Regions from separate parts of the Gossypium hirsutum genome. Here region 2 is linked to region 1. The links are chromatin contacts, called in public Hi-C maps. All regions are on one chromosome and are shown on one strand. The core of a region is the stretch at or near the end of the contact, and the rest is flanking DNA. Distances in the headings are between cores, read along the strand shown.

Region 1 (4,912 bases), core at 825-3,324:
ATTTATTATACTTTTATCGAAACCACATAAAAGATGATCTCAAACGAAAACTATTAACCTAACATATCCGGAAATATATATAATAATTACACATGAATTTTACCTTTAAAAATCTTTACACATGAAAAAAGTCGTTCAACATATTCATTCGGACAAATTAGTAAATCTATTCATGGAAGGACATCCAAAAAAGTGTTGCATATCTATTCATAAAGTGCATTTAAGATTTTCTTGCATCAACTACCTTTTTTTTTTTTGGATTCAAGATTTGGTAGGATGATAGAGCAAGTACTGCCTGACAATATCAATGGCAAAACATGGGATATTTCAAAATCTGCCATGAAAGAATTCTCAAAATAAGAAAAATCAGATCGTAATAATATAACTAAACATCAGATAACAACACCAAAAATCTGGTTTCCAAAACAAAAGATTCAAGAACCCTAAAAAACAATGTTGAAAAGCATTGGCTCTGTGATAAGCACGAGTTTTGCCTTTTAGCTCTCACTTCTTCTTTGCTGCTTCACTGGCCTTGGTCTATTTGAAACAAGCAAAAACAGTTAGTCAGACGTTTACAAAATGACAGCAGTTCAAGTAAGGTAAGTAAAAATGTCGATCAATCTTACCTTCTTTACTCCACGGATCTTCTTAGCCCTGTTCTTCCTTTCCTTCATTTGTTTCCTCGATTTCTCTACCTTGGTATCGAGTCCATTCTGAAACAGCAGCATAAATAATTAGTTTCTTACATTACATAGGGACCTTTTCAAAGAGACACCGATATAGTACAACTCAGAACAACCACTAGGAATACAAAAGGTATGAAATTGGGAAAAGGCCTTCAGAGTCAATAATGAAAACTGGCTCAAGCTTTCTTCATTAGCAGGCAGTCCTCAAGCACAAATTAGAGCACCAAACTCTAGTTCCAAATACAACACTTTAAGTGCTAGGTTGACTCCATGCACTATAGTCTATGTTACTTGGACTTAGCTAAGAGTGTTAGGTACGAATATGTTTTAATCTTTTCTAAGTCCAAACATGGGTCAGATACAAGTACTTCAACAAAAACAAAGAGAGGGAGTATAACATAGAATTGAGCAATGCTTAAAGTGTGAAAAGAGAATTCTGCAGATAAAGTCCATAAGAGAAATAGAATTCAACATGTTAAAGCAAATGCAGCTCATACAACTAACAAATCCAGAGAAAATATAGAATAGAGCCATCAACAATTACCCTGATCAGCCTGTACTTGGGCTCGTACTTCTTGGCGTTCTCAACAGAATCATAAATCAAACCAAATCCAGTAGATTTTCCACCTCCAAAATGAGTCCTAAACTTGAACACAAAGATTGAATTGGGGTCCTTCACCTCATACATTCTAGAGAGCTTTTCCTTCAACTCCGCCTAAAGACAATAAATCAACAGTCAAAAAGCAGTTAATACAATCCATGGTACACGACCAGTTAAGATAAGATTCTGATATTATTGAAAAACATTAAAGATTTACCTTGGAAACATTGGGTCTTCCAGGATGTAGAACGTCAATGATCTAAAAAAAGGGGGGGAAAAGTCATGTTAACAATAAACTCAAACAAATATTTTTAAGCAAAGAACATATTTTACTATAATCGCATTTTTTAAGCAAAGAGGTGTATTGTATTCAAATAAAAATTCAAACAATGTTCTAAATTAAGCATCTTATCAGCAATGCAATAAAATCGCAAATTTAGCAACTATATCCTGTAAGTCCCTTATTTAATCAGATCTATAAATTGAACATTGAACATTGAACATTGAACTAAACTTGGCTAACGAGAGAAAAGAAAAGGGCACTCACAAATTGCTTCCTGGAAAGAAGCCTGTTGGTCATGAACTTCCTGGTCCTAATAGTCACTGCCTTGTCAGCCATGGTCAAGCAAAATCTTCTTATTTCCTTTCCGGCACAGGTCAATGGTAAATGCTCTGAAGGCTTTCAAAAGACGACAGCAGCAACTCAAGCAAGACAACGGAAATGGCGAGAATTTATACCACTGATAATTAGGGTTTTGCTTCTTTTTGGGGCTAAGCGAACTTTCTATGAGTAATGACACTTGGATTGGGCTAACAATTTTAGAATTTGATTGTTTTAGGCCTGACCCAACTTTCTAGTTTTGTTGGGCTATGCCAGAATTCGGGTATTGAAATTTCATCAAAATTGGATAATCAAGATTTTGTTTTGTAATTAATAATTATGGTGGTGTTTAAACTTTTTCTTCTTTGGAATAATACGTTCAATGAATTATAATTACGGATGGAAAATCAATCTTCAACTATCGATTAATTTTGAATTGATCCGTTCTGAAATTGTGACAGTATATAATCTTTTTAAGGTAAATTTAGAATTAGAACTTATCATGATGCATACACCAATCAGTAGAGTTAAGGATGAAAAATAGAGAAATTAAAAATTAATCCGAAAATTATTTCAAAAAAATATTTTATAGAAGTTAATAACTTTTTTTACTTGCATGAAAATTTATGTTTTTAGAAATATTTACGACTAGAGCTTATTTTGTTAAAATAAATCTAAAAATAAAAAATAAATATAAAAAACCGAAAACTAAATCAAATCAAAAAAGTTCAAACAACCCAACCTAACTGAACTGGTCTCGCTCTTACCGATCACCGAGTCTTAAATTTGTGTAAAAGTATTTTCTTCGGTATTTCATTTTTTTAATGATTTTTTAGTAGAGATTTACAATTAAAAAGGGTAATGTTATCCAAACTCTTAATTTTTTTTTTTGGTAAATATGCATGAAGGAATCTTTCAAATACACGAAAAAGTTAGGGAAATTTTTTTTAAATATTTCCATATAGAGTACATACACGAATCATTTGGAGAAAAGGAAAGAAAGATTTATGGTGCAAAATGGGTTTTCATTGTTTGATTTTCCAACATAAAATAATGCTTAGGATCTTCCTTTACAGATCGATTATCAACTGGTTGTATGTTGTCATCTGTTTGTTAGAGATTGAATGATTTGCTCCAAAATAGGATTAGGAGAGGGAAAAGGTGAAACATATACTGTTTTATCAAAAAGGGTGGATTTTCATTGTTCAAACACTCTTGCACATTTTATATATACCAACAGCATCAACTGGGACTCTGGGAGGGGTGTTATTCATTGACAGAGTTTTGAGTATCCGGATCGGAGTAGCTTCTATTCTTACAGTCATGGAAACCGGAGTCGAAATGCTTGAAGAATATGATATGAATCCTATTTGTTGATACCAGGTAGTGTTGGAGTTTGTACCAAAACTGTCCAAGAATCACGATATTATGAATGAACAGCAGAGAAGACTGAGAACCTGTCAAACACAAGATTGAACTTCTTGCATTACTGAGAACGGCTTATCTGATTTTTCGTACTCTTCGTCCAAATGGCTCTATCGTGCGCAAATTGGACTATGCTTGCAGCTCCCCTACTTGTCCCTTATCTCATGGTGATGCACCGATTTGGTTGATTCATTTGGTGCTCCATCAGTCATATAATTCTCAAATTCCTAAACCAGAAAATTAATCTCTTCGAATCGGCCATACATTGAAGCACATTCGTTTCTACAACACTGAAGAAGTTGCAAACCTTTGATGCCTGCATTTTGCGTTAAGAAATCGAAGAGGGAACTTGTAGATGTACGGTTGGTAGCACAATCGTGACAGAAGTTCACAAACCGGGGTGTTTCCTTGACTCCTTGCCCTGTCCTCCAATCCAGTACTAAGCAGGTAATTCCCCATCGATCATATCCACTATTTTAGTCACATCTTGATCAATGATATCCAATTTAGCAACCATTGCGGTAGCAACACTCCATGCGGTATCAATTTCAATGTCGAATGGGAACTATGTATTTTGAATACGACCTGCAAGTTGACAGAAAGAGCAAATACTAGTCAGATTCGGGTTTCCACATTGAAAAAAAAATGTTGAGGAAGTTCCTAACCATCTTTATCAGCGATCCAGAGTCTCAAACAGATACCACCATCATATCTCGTCTTCCCCTTAATGCTTATGTCAAGATCCACAGCATGTTCATCCTCCTGATGCTTGAAAAGCTCGGTTTCAGCAAGATGATACCCCCATTCATTCAGGGTCTCATAACTGTTATGATAAGAAGTACTACTGAAATGAAGTTCCGGATATGGTTGTCGAATGAGAGGCCCCAATTCATCAAGTTCTCTCCTATACTCCAGTGATCTTAAATCATCAATCTGGAGAAAAGAATCATTCAACAACTCTCTTGCAAACAACCTCAAAGACATAGTTGCCAAACATTCCTCCCCAAATTGTCAGACTTCTGGATCTTTAACCTTATAGAAAGCATTCGATTTTCTACCAAGGAAGTATGAAGCCTCAAAATGTTGTGTTTCAATGTCTTAAGAAGATGACTTTCACAGTAAAATCTTTCGAAATCTTCAGGGGTTTGTAAAATATCATGGAGTTTTACTTAATTGCAAGCAACTTCAATCCCCTCATATTCATCGAACCAACCACACATTAAAACAAGAAGAAAAAAATCTGGGTATTAAAAATAAATGAGCAAAAAAAGTATTAGATTGGAGTTATCATGATTCTCATTCATACACTATCTTTGAAGCTCCTTTTCCAAGGATTTCATTCTACTGAAACAAAAAAGAACAAAAAAAGTAAGATCAAAGAATCAAACTAATAAATAAATAAAAGAAAGGAGGAGTTCTACTCTGCCATATCTTCCAGCTGGATCAACTTCATCAAACTCAGAACAATCTGTTTCATGATGTAAAAGATAATTCATTCTCCAAAGATGTTAAAAAGGAAAAACAGTGTATATTTTCTTTGACATGAAATAACAATATCTAATTTTGCATAGCTTTTCAGAAAGAGATAGAGAGATCAGA
Region 2 (5,373 bases), core at 2,769-5,268, 430 kb before region 1:
ATATTAAGCTAATCAATAAGTTGTTTTATTTTTTCTGAGTGGGATTTACATTAATGTGGTCTGTTGTATGATGAAGTAGTTTAAAAAATATGTGCTAGAATTGATAGTGATAATCAACATCGGCAGCTTTTGGTATAAATATGGATGATGCATATATTGCTCACATCAACAATAGGTTTTGTTGGTTATTTTAATATTATACCTATATATAACACTAATGTGTATATTCTGCTATTATTATTAATTGTTTGGTGGGAGAGTGTATCAAAATGGAGTCACCCATAATATTTTTTAAATAGTTAATTGATACAAAAAATAGATGTTTCCCTTAGAATAAGGACATACATATCTTTTACTGTCATTTGTTCATGCATATAGTTAAAATTTTGATACATATGTAAACAAATATACTTATGTGACATTTGATTTTCTTGATTGCTTTACTGGCTGAAATGAATCTGTTCGTATACACAATAGATGAGTACTTCGGCGGTTGACGTTAGTGATGAAAAAGTGAAAGCAATGTGGGATAAGAGATTGACTGAAATATTTTGTGAAATTCGTATTAAAGAGATATTGAAAGGCAATAGGCCTGGTACTCATTTCACAAAAGATGGATGGTTGAAAATAATGACCACCTTTGAGAAAGAAACGGGCAAGGGTTTTTCATAAAGACAACTTAAAAATAGGTGGGATGCCCTAAAAAAAGAATGGAAAGCTTGGAAGAAACTTAAAGGCGAAGATACTGATCTAGGGTGGAATCCTATAAAAAGAACTGTTGATGCATCGGATGATTGGTGGGAGAGTAGGCTCTAGGTACATTAATTATTCTGAATATTTTTTATTTTTTCTTTATTTATGAGGTTATTGATAATTACTGTTATTAAACTATCATTTTATATGTAGGTTGTGCCTGAAGCTAAAAAATTTAGAACATCGGGCATTGATCCTGAATTCGAAGCGAAGTTGGACCAAATGTTCATGGGGATAGTTGCAACAGGTGATAAAGCATGGGCACCTTCTTCTGGTACACTCCGTAGTGATTTTTTTCAGGATGTTAACAATGAAATACCTGAAGAGAGTGAAGAAGAAAATATGAGAAATGATGTTCACATTTTAAATGATGTTCACATCTCAAATGATGTTCAAATTGATGGAAACGGTAAAAAAGAAAAAACCCTGAGAAATCCTCAAAGCAAATTGGAAGAAAGAAATCCTCAAAGCAAATTGGAGGGGCTGCAAGATTGTCTAGTCAAATAGAAAAATTATGCAGTGCAGCTGACAATATGAGTCAAGCCACATCTAGTTTGACTCCTGTTATGGATCCATATGGTATTCCACAAGCAGTCAAAATGCTTGACAGCATGTCGGAAAAGGTTCCAGAAGCTAGTCTGCTATACTTTTTCGCACTTAAATTACTGCTCAATAAGGACAAGCGAATTATGTTTTTATCAATTAATCCAAAGATTAGAGCTTTGTGGCTTAAGACGAAAATGGAGGATAGTTGAAAATTTTATGATCTTTTAGGGTTCAAAGATATCTATTATGTGACTAAACAACAATGCTAAACTAGTTTTATCTATAGTTATTTATGTTTGGTTTTTGGATATTGAATTTATGTTCTACTTATTTATGTGGACTCTAGTTTTATTAAAAGTTATTTATGTTTGGTCTTTAGATATTGAATTTATATTCTACTTATTTTTTACTAAATTAGTTTTATCAATAGTTGTTTATATGTAATTTTGGATATAAAATTTATTCACAGGTGATGTGTATAGTTAAGGATTATAGCGACGATGAAAGTGACGATGAAAGGGAAAAGAAAGAGATTTTACAACGCACGGAATGTTTTAACCGATTATTTGTTGTTGCATCTTCTTCCGTTCAATTATATTACGAGAAGTATATATTGAGGCAACCATGCATGGATTCAAAACAGTCAGGTGAGACATGGATCCGAGAGATCCTTGACGGTTACGAATCACGCTGTATGATTAATTTTGGGATGTCTAAAATGGTATTCATAAGTTTGCTGAGAGTTTTGGAGACAAGATACAACTTGCAAACTTCAAGAAACATATCTTCTACTGAAATGTTGGAAATTTTTTTATACATCTTGGGCACCGGTGCAAAAGTTTCTCAATGTCGAGAAAGATTTCAAAGGTCTGGATCCACAGTAAGTCGACACTTTGTAGTTGTGATTGAGAAAGTTTCAAGGATGGCCACTGATCTAATTGCACCCGAAGATCCTTTTTTTTAGCTCAATACCCGAAGAAATACGTAATGATTCTAGATATATGCCGCATTTTAAGGTTAAAATTTAATTTTATATTATTATATTTTAATATATTTGGTCGACTAAAAATATGCACGAGATTAATATGATTATTTGTTCAGGATTGCATAGGTGCAATTGATGGTACTCACATTGCCGGCTCAAAATGTTATGGCAGTATGTGATTTTAATATGTGTTTCACATTTGTCATGGCTGGATGGGAAGGATCGGCACATGACAGTAGAATATTTCTTGATGCAATTTGAGATCCAAAATACAAATTTCCGCACCCTCCAAATGGTTAGATATTTTATTTATATGTGATTTTTTAAATAATAAAGTATAAGTTCTTTAATTGATAATTTTTATTAAAAAAATCTTGAATTAATTGTTTGTTATATTATGACTTGCAGGAAAATATTATCTTGTTGATTCTGGATATCCTCAAATGAAAGGTTATCTTGGACCATATAGAGGTCAGCGATATCATTTACCTGACTTCCGTAGAGGTAGACCGATATCTGGTAAAGAAGAGGTATTCAATCATTCACATTCATCATTACGTAGTGTGATTGAACGAACTTTTGGTGTTTTGAAAAAAAAGGGCCATTTTAAGGGATATGCCAAGTTATAGTTTTGAAAAGCAAACGATGATCATTGTTGCTACAATGACGATACACAATTTTATCCGAAAATATGTCGGTCGAAATGATGCAGATTTTATAGAATATGAACATATTAACTTGGCATATGAGAATAATATTGATTCAGAAAATGCGCATGGTCGAGAAAGTGATGATGACGACGACGACAACGATGATAGTGATGATGACACTGAATCAAACAATTTTAGTGGTTTTGAAATGGAATTAACAAGAGATGCTATAGCTTCTAGTTTAATGAATTCACTTTAAATTGTAAATGCTATTGTAAAATTTTTAGTATTTATATTTGATATATAAATATTATCCCTTTTTAAAACTTCAATCCAAATATATGTAATATTTTAATTTGTTAGGTTTATGTTTTCTATGTTATGTTTATATATAATATGAGTTATATATTCAAATACATTTTAAAATAAAATAATACAAATGTGTTAAAAGCATTAATTAAAAATAAAAAATATTTTTTATAATAATACAATTGTGTCAATATCTAATTACAAATATTTAATTATTATATTTAAATATTTAAATATAGTTTATATATTCTAATTAAATTTAATAAATAAATAATTTTAATTACTTAGAAATATTTAAAATTAATATTATATATTAAAATATTAATAATAAGTTATAATAATTTTTTTTGATATTTTTACTAAAATATCATAATATTAACTAATTTGAATATTATTTAAATACATATTTGTTACTTTATAATATAATGTCTAAAATGGATATTTTATTCTTCAAAAGTACTTTTTGACAGTAATGCCAAACACTCAAAATTTTCAAAAGCACCTCTCAAAAATATTTTTCTACAGTACTTTTTAAAAGCAATGAAGAAGTGGCCCTAGCTTATGTCTGAAGTGGAGGTGGGGAAAATATCCCTTATTTAGATAAACTTTATATGTTAGGCTAGGAAAAAAGAAGTTTAAGCATCCCTTATTTCCTCTTGAAGTTAAATTTTTAAAAATTAAATAATTTGAAAAATATGAAAGAATAATGTAATAGACGTAAAATAATTTCTAAAAGTTCTGTTAAATAGGTTGCAGCTCATGGTTCGGTGAATCTATTTTTGAAAAGGGGATGAACCGAAATAGTTGCCCAATTGCAACCTCAAAGGTCACTGTAGTCATTTTTCTTTCACACCTAAAAAGAAGGTCGTCGTACCGTGCGATTTCACCGTCTCTACCACAGATCTAAAACTTTATACTTTTTTCACTCCCAGACAAAACCCTTCTTTCTCTCTTAATTAAATTCTTCATTACCAACCCATCCGAGCCGGGGTTGACAGGATAACCACGATCTTTACCGCACCGCGATGGGAGTTCCGGCGTTTTACCGGTGGTTAGCAGATCGGTACCCGCAGTCGATCGTCGACGTGATCGAGGAAGAACCGAGAGAAGACGGTAATGGAAATCAAATACCAGTTGACGTCTCTAAGGCTAACCCTAACGGCCTCGAATTCGATAATCTTTATCTTGATATGAATGGGATTATTCACCCTTGTTTTCACCCAGACGGCAAGGTAAATTTGTAAAAAATACCTTTAGACTTTATTTTTCATCGGATTTTTTAGTTGAATTTCTGAGATTGCTGCTTGTCGGTGAAATAATTATGAGATTTTCTAAGTAAAAGAATGAAAATTTCGAGCTACAGCTTTAGGTATGTTGCCGTTCAGTAAACGTAATTAGGTAAAAGTATGTTGTTTTCTGAAGTGAATTGTGATTCTAGGATTAGGTTTTGTATAGAATAGGGTTTTTAGCATGGTCATCTTACACAGTGTACCGAAATTCATTGTTCTTGAAAGCAATTTTGCAGCTAATGAAGTGGTAGATTGCTTATTGCTGTTAGTATGTTTTTGGTAGTCATTTGTGAAAGCAGTTTATCTTGAATATGTTTCTTTTCCTGTTGCTTCAGGCTCTTAGGTATTGATCTTTGGTCACTTAAACCAAGAGTCAAGCACTCTATCAACGGTCTTTGACCTTGAATTATTTTTTGTTCTCTTTTGTGTGTCAATAAGTCATAGTTTGCTTGCTTTCCTTTCTTAGTAGGTCATCGAGCCTCAAAACACATATTTCTTGAATGTGATATACATGTTATGTATGGCACTATGGCTACATTGCTTCCATTTATTTGCACAATCTTGATAATTGGTGCATCGAAATATTTCTTTTGATCTATTTCTTTCCATTTTTGGTTTGGCCTTGATTTTTACTTGATATTGTTCACCAATGACGGTTTATTATTGTGTGCAGCCTGCACCTGCCACTTATGATGATGTATTCAAATCAATCTTTGACTATATTGACCATCTATATTCATTGGTTCGTCCTAGAAAGCTTCTATATATGGCAATTGGTAGGATTTATTACATGCTTAGTCAATTTTCTTTTATTTCTAGGTTTTTTCTTTAATTCTTTCAT

The links. A called contact is a pair of places that touch in the nucleus more often than the background predicts.
Region 2: a Hi-C map of hypocotyl shows a contact between it and region 1, with 2.6 times the contacts expected there. The contact joins the promoter of LOC107920080 here to the promoter of LOC107918537 in region 1. A contact is called at or near these places in 8 of 34 Hi-C or Micro-C datasets (anther, callus, hypocotyl and 2 more).

The regions. Positions count from the first base shown.
Region 1 is chrD13:36,415,361-36,420,272 of Gossypium_hirsutum_v2.1, reverse strand. It overlaps LOC107918537 (40S ribosomal protein S24-1), which reads right to left and starts at 2,074. Exons shown (of 5, transcript XM_016848116.2): 1 at 1,835-2,074; 2 at 1,505-1,546; 3 at 1,231-1,401; 4 at 627-713; 5 at 184-537. The coding sequence starts at 1,906. The coding sequence ends at 505. It also overlaps the pseudogene LOC107919184.
Region 2 is chrD13:36,847,368-36,852,740 of Gossypium_hirsutum_v2.1, reverse strand. It overlaps LOC107920080 (5'-3' exoribonuclease 4), which reads left to right and starts at 4,018. Exons shown (of 23, transcript XR_005923317.1): 1 at 4,018-4,475; 2 at 5,206-5,308. It overlaps LOC121225436 (a long non-coding RNA gene), which reads left to right and starts at 1,791. Exons shown (of 3, transcript XR_005923318.1): 1 at 1,791-2,315; 2 at 2,401-2,579; 3 at 2,693-3,154. It overlaps LOC107919303 (a long non-coding RNA gene), which reads left to right and starts at 89. Exons shown (of 2, transcript XR_005923319.1): 1 at 89-816; 2 at 907-1,686.